Linked DNA regions of Ovis aries: region 2 is linked to region 1. Evidence: chromatin contacts called from public Hi-C data. All regions are on one chromosome and are shown on one strand. The core of a region is the stretch at or near the end of the contact, and the rest is flanking DNA. Distances in the headings are between cores, read along the strand shown. Region 1 overlaps NINJ2 (ninjurin 2). Region 2 overlaps WNK1 (WNK lysine deficient protein kinase 1).

What was found. Hi-C and Micro-C count contacts between places; a contact is called where the count stands out from the background.
Region 2: a Hi-C map of liver shows a contact between it and region 1, with 5 times the contacts expected there. The contact joins two enhancer-like sites. A contact is called at or near these places in 15 of 16 Hi-C or Micro-C datasets (blood, hypothalamus, liver and 7 more).

The regions. Positions count from the first base shown.
Region 1 is chr3:213,281,973-213,285,307 of ARS-UI_Ramb_v3.0, reverse strand. The region is part of intron 1 of NINJ2 (ninjurin 2); the gene reads left to right. It overlaps LOC121819225 (a long non-coding RNA gene), which reads right to left. Exons shown (of 4, transcript XR_009600028.1): 1 at 1,309-3,335. Among named protein-coding and RNA genes, the nearest start is that of NINJ2, 63 kb to the left of the region's middle. Within about 2 kb of position 1,572, at least 14 of the 54 cell types and tissues checked have an H3K27ac peak or open chromatin away from gene starts, as enhancers often do.
Region 2 is chr3:213,460,507-213,463,841 of ARS-UI_Ramb_v3.0, reverse strand. The region is part of intron 1 of WNK1 (WNK lysine deficient protein kinase 1); the gene reads right to left. Among named protein-coding and RNA genes, the nearest start is that of TRNAC-ACA, 43 kb to the right of the region's middle. Within about 2 kb of position 1,816, at least 6 of the 54 cell types and tissues checked have an H3K27ac peak or open chromatin away from gene starts, as enhancers often do.

The DNA.
Region 1 (3,335 bases), core at 323-2,822:
CAAGCGACGTGGGTTCAAACCCTAAATCTGGAAGATCCCCTGGAGGAGGGCATGACAACCCACTCCAGTATTCTTGCCTGGAAAATTCCATGGACAGAGGACCTGGCAGACACTACAGTCCATACGGTCGCAAAGAGTCAGACAGGACCGAGCATGCATGCAAAGACTGTAGTGGTTAAGGACACAGCCTCCAGAGCCTGTCTGGGTTCACATCCCAACTCTTAAGATCAACAGCTGGGTGATCCCAGGGCAAAAGCACCGAACTGTTCTGAGCCTCACCCATCTCGTCTGTACAATGGGTGTTGTTAAAGGAATTCAGGGACAGCTGACTGAAGGAAGGGTCTAGCACAGAGCTTAGACGGTGGCAGGCATGTGAAGCGCCAGCTTCAGTGTGGTAGCGCGGAGTCGATGGACGGCGCTCACACTAGCTGCGTCGGAATCCCCTGGAGGCTTGTGAAAACACAGATGGCTGGGTTCCAGCCTGCGTCTCTGACTCAGAAGGTCTAGGGTGGTGTCTGAGAATCTGCGTTTCCAACAAGTGCCCAGGTGCTGCTGTTTCAGGGACCACAATTTGAGAACCACAGGTGTGTAACAGAAAAGAGAATTCAGGTGTAGGGTTCTGGCGCTAGGACTGTCCCTTATTATCTGGTGACTTTGCGCAGCTAATCTCTGAGCCTCAATATCTTTACGTGTAAAATGGAACTGTTAATTCCCACTTCACAAGAATTCCCTGGCAGCCCAGTGATTAAGATTCCGGGCTTTCATTGCCAAGGGCCCAAATCCAATCCCTGGTCAGGGAACTAAGATCTTGCAAGTCGCTTGGTGTGGCCAAAAAAAAAGAGAAAAAATCCACTTCATGGGGGTCAGCCTGGTATACGGTATTCTCAGTATTCAGTTATCATTGTTTAAATTCTGGCCAGCGTGTTGGTCCTGGAAGGATGGGGCGGGGTTACCACGAGCAGAGGTGGGTCAGGAGTGCTTGGGGAATGCTGCCAAGAACCCCAAAGCCAGGAGCAAAGTGCCAGGTGGGTCTCGAAGCCCCCAGGCCACATGCTTATTGGGAAATAACCCCTGCTCCATTTCTTCGGCAGTTTCTGTGTGGCAAATCCACACAGAACCTTGGTGGCGGTTGGGGTTTGGGGGGTGGGGGAGTAATTTGGCTGCACTGGGTCTGAGTTGCAGCACGTGAGATCTATCCCCCCCGGCCAAGGATCGAACTCAGGCCCCCTGCATTGGGAACTCCGAGCCGTACCCACTGAAGCGCTAGGAAGTCCCTCTCACCCGCCTTTTGTCAGAAAGTCACCTCACCTCAGCGGGATCAGCGGCCCTCCGGCCCAGCCGCGCGGTGCGCTGCCGCCCCCTGGCGGACGAGGAGGCGCTGCACACCCTCCCCCGGCGGTCTCCGAGCGGAGTCGAAGTGCCGGCGGCAAGGCCCGCGGGCACCTGGGGGAGCGCTGGCGCCTCGCAAGGCTGCGCCCCCCGCCTGAGAGGAGACTTCTGGACCAGTTGGGTGTTATTACGGGAACAGCCCGCGGACACCCCACCCGCGGTGGATTAGAGACTGTTGACTTTTAAGGGCGAGACCCATTGCGCTTGGCACAGCAAGGCTGCAGGCTGAGTGCCGGCCCCAGACACAGGCCTCGGGGCTCCGGGCCTTTGCGGGCTTTGGCCTGAAGACCAGTGGCAGCGGCCAGCCTGAGTCATTGTTCCCTGAGGCCGGGAGAAAGGGCTACCCCTGGGCCAGGGGCTTCAGTTTGATATTCACTGTCCAAGCACCACGCCCCTCACCCAGCAGTTCTTGGGTCTGCAACCCCACCCTCAGAGATCCCTCTTTTTGCCTTTTCTGGAAAAACTCCTTGAAGTAAATCCTTCATATAAAAAAATTCAATGCTGTCATCATTTTCTGGTGCCTTTAATGTGGGCAAGCCACTGAACCGGGCACCGTGGGGACCCAGGAACATGGAAGATGCAATCCCCCTAGGAAACAGGCACTGGAGGGGCCTCCTGGAGAGGAGGGTCTAAGAGGGGAGGGCTGACCTGGGGGTGGGGGTCCACGGGGAAGAAAGGCCTTCAGCCCTGGAGGGACTGGAGCTGGCGGAAGGGTGGGGTGTGTTCAGGCACGGTGAGTCATGTGGTGTGGCCCGGGAGGGAGGGTGAGTCTCAGCCCCTCCCGGGAGGGAGGGGAAACAGGACACAGGCTGGAGAGGGAGGTGGGAGCCAGCCAGGCAGGGGGTGGGGGTGGGGGAGTCGGGTCTGCACAGCAGGGAACCCAGGGTAGGTGGGCTTGTCTGAGAAGCTCCCTCCCTGAAAGAGGCTCCCGTCAGGTGAAGAGAAAGGTTTCCAATGGGATGGGCGTGTGTGAGCATTTAGTGTTCTGACTCTTAGCGACCCTAGCAACCTCATGGACTGTAGGCCCCCAGGCTCCTCTGTCCATGGGCTTTAGCAAGGATACTGGAGTGGGTTGCCATGCCCTCCTCCAAGGGATCTTCCCGACCGAGGGCTCGAACCCACGTCTCTTACATCTCTTGCATTGGCAGGTGGGTTCTTCACCCCTAGTGCCACCTGGGAAGCCCCCCTTGGGTGCGGAACCATTTCAAAGATGGGTGTGAGGGGCTGCTGAGATGACAAAGGGGAATCTTGAAGTGTGGGCGGGGCCAGGCCAAGTCAGAACCCAGCACTCAGTTGCCTCTCCGCCCACAGGTGGGAGTGTGGGCCTGTGTGGGAGGGACTTCCCTCTCATCTCCTTGCTCTAAGACTTCAGTCTTCAAAGCACATTCACCCACATTATCTCATTGATCTTTGCAACAGGCCTCTGAGCTAACCAGGGCCTATTATTCTCATTTTACACACGGAGAAGCTGGGTCCCAGGTGAGACAGAATTCTGCTTTATATTAATTATTGACCTCCTGAGGTCCATATTTCTTTTTCTAAATTGCGACCCCATGGACTGTAGCCTACCAGGCTCCTCCCTCCATGGGATTCTCCCGGCAAGAGTACTGGAGTGGGTTGCCATTTCCTTCTCCAGGGGATCTTCCCTACCCAGGGATCAAACCCAGGTCTCCAAGCATTCCAGGCAGACGCTTTAACCTCTGAGCCACCAGGAAGCCCCAGTGTATTTACTTTTGATTGTGCTGGGTCTCCAGTTGCATTGAGCAGGGGGCTACTCCGTTGCGGTGAGCGGGCTTCTCATTGCGGTGGCTTCTCTTGTTGTGGAGCACAGGCTCTAGGCACTCAGGCTTCAAGAGTTGTGGCCCACGGGCTTCAGTTGCTCCAAAGCAGGTGGAATCTTCCAGATCTGGGATGGAACCCATGTCCCCTGCGTTGGCACGCAGATT
Region 2 (3,335 bases), core at 567-3,066, 180 kb before region 1:
ATACAGTGGGAAGAATTTTCAGCTTGTTTCATTTTTCATTTACTGACAATAGTGCTTATTAATGTATGTTTTATTAAAAAAATAGTTTACCATACATTCTTACATGTCATTTCAGGACACTATTCAAAAAAGAAAACCTAGATCACCTGTTGACTCTCATACATTACTGCTGAATTATGAAAACTTAAAGAAACTGTAATGTTGATCTACTCTCAGAACAATCAGAAGACTAATCACACACGAGCCAAATGAATTATAATATTCTACCTACCATTAAGTAATATTTAATTTTTATATTTCCAATATATAGTCTACTTGTCTTGATAAGTACTCTTATTTTCTGAGACATGCAACATTCATTTCAGTTTTAGCGATTATTATATCTCCTCATAAATGGTTGATTAAATTTTAAATACTTGAGTACCCCATGTCAGGCAATAGGATACGACAAACCTAAGAGACAAGTTTCCTGCTAGTCTAGACCTTCCAATGTAAGAGGCAGAGGCATTAACTTCATTAGATATTAAAAAGAGAAAATACTTTTATTTGTATTTATGAAAAGAGTACTTGGAGAGCAAGTACTCGCTATAAGACCCAATTCTGTGTGCACAAGCTAGTGTTGTCCTCACCATAGCAGGCTACCCTAAGCACTGAGATCATGGGCATGGAGCTCTAGTGTTAGAATACCTGAATTGCTTAAGAACGCAAGAGTCTGTAGAAAGTGCTAAAGGTAAACTTGGAAATGCAGGATATAGACTGGAGGCAAGGAGGCTCAGAACTTTAATAACCTTGAGCTACGAGATATAAACTAACTTAAATGTGTTTATTCAACCAGAGTTTAGAGCCTCTGGAAAGTGCATCACTTATAGTAGACCACTGCAGCTGAAACTTGGAATTTACATTGTACAGGATAAGGTAGTTTACAGTACTTAGTAGTAAACAAAATGTTTTCTCTCAACTGGTATAGCCAGAAACTTGTCACTAGAGGTTAACCAAGACTGTGGCATAAGCACTCTACATTGTTACTTAAATTTTGATTTAAAATCTACTTAAAGATTGTTTTTATGATATCCACGAGTATTTTAATGTATACAAGACTTGTAAACCTTTTCTCCAGAAAACTCAAACCAAAGTAATTTATTCATGTCTTTCTCTACTGCCACCATCCTATTTCATTCAAGCTGTCACGATCTCCCTCTGGATTTCTGCAGTAAACCTACTAGCTGTTTCCACACATCTAATCTTATTACCCCTGTACAATGTGTATTCCACTCTATCCAAATACAGTCAGAATATTTTAACATCAATTTAATCAATTCTATGGTATGACCACTTCATTGATTCTTAGAAATGTCATTTTCCACATTTTTAACATCTCTGAAATTAGAGTACATCATACAATTGGAATCTTAGACTCGGTGAAGTACCGTATGTCATAATCCTGTTTAAAACTCTCTAATAGCTTTCTGCAGCCTTTAGGATAAAGGTGGAAAACCCCTACAACCTACAATGCCCTACATGATACAATCCTTGCCCACTCTTAGAGCCTTTTTCTTGTCACTCTCAGGTTTCCCTTCTCAAGCATGGCAGCTTCTTCCCATTCAGGTCCCTCACACATGCTTCCTTCTATACAGGATGCCCTTCCATGGAGCTTTTATGCCCGGTTAAAGTCCAGTCATTCACACAGGGATAGCACTGTTGACTGCCCCCTACTCTAGGTTAAATCATCCCCTTCCGCCTAGCTGTACAGTGACATGAACCATCTATATGCCTCTTTCAGAGCTCTTAGTCACAAGTAATATTACAGTGAGGCTTTTTCTAAAAGCAGTGACAAAATGCCTTTTCAGTGTTCTATCTTTAGCATCTGACAATCTAGCATTGTTCAACTGCCATGTGTTAAGTGAATTCATGAATGTGCTTTCCAAAAAATAAAGTGTGTGTACATTCTTCACAAGTAGTTAGCATTTCCTCAGGAATAAAAAAAATTCTTATGACTTAAAAAAGAAAGGTAAGGATTAAATTTGGGCCTCTGAGACTCAGTAAAACACAACTCAAACACTACGACCCATCTGCAAAGGTCAAGGCTGCCATCATTTTGATTTTTTAAAGGATTTGTTAAAAGCTATTGTAAAAAGTCTGCCAACTACTCATTTATAGGAAAATATAAAGGGGGGGGCACGCTAGTAACAAAACAGGGACGTCTTACTCAACAAAAATCTACAACCAATTTTCTTCTACAGAATAAATACTCTGAATGCAATTTTTATCTAATTTTGCCTCAAAGTCATCTATACTGTAAATGGAGACTATTTTATGTGTCTATTATAGATTTTTATCCTCCCTGAAAGCTACTGATGACTTATTTTAAGGGAATCTTGCTTTAAGTCTTTAACATTAGAAATATGAGCACAGGACTTCCCTGGTGGTCTAGAGGTTAACTTGGAATGCAGGGGACATTGGTTTGATTCCTGGTTCAGGAAGATTTCTACATCCCGAGGAGCAACTAAGCCCGTAAGCCACAATTACTGAGAGCACCTGCAGCAACCACTGAGCCAGCACCTAGTAACTACTAAAGCCCTCAGGCCCTAGAGCCTGTGCTCTGCAACAAGAGAGGCCACCACAATGAAAAGCCCACACGCCATAAAGTAGCCCCCACTTGCTGCAGCTAGAGAAAAGCTCATGGGCAGCAATGTAACACTCACCACACCCAAATATTAATATAGATTAAAAAAAACTATGAATATAGATTACCAACTAAGTAGAGAAAAAGTCCAACCAAGTAATTTGGTGTTTCTTTCAATAATCTGTTAACTTGCTCTAGGACTTCTTAATCTAGGACAATTTCATATCTCAGAGAACTATACTATTTTAGCACCCACAAGAATTTGTAAAACAATGTAAAAGAGATCAAAACTAACACAAGCACACAGACCATAAGAACACCTGGGGCTTTTTAATTAATATTTGTCAAGTGTTTGCTATTTGCACTAACTGGTGGTTGTACTTCTGTTCCCATTCTCAGAAAACCCATGAGATACAGAAATTTAGTCTTCCTCAAATTCACAGAAGCACAAATTAAATGAAGATTTGATTCACAGCTCATGTTCCATTCACTAAACTAGACAAACATATCTTAATTTTTATATAGCTCCTAGAACATTTTTCTTCTCAGAAGAGCCATGTTGATATTTGTTATTAACTAGGGACCACTGAAAAGAACTAGGCACTTTACTGAATTATAAATTATAGTTGAAGGTAAAACAGAAGGAGTATACATTGTTTAAATACTATCATTTGTCAAATATAACAAAAAAGAAGTAAACTCACAGATACAG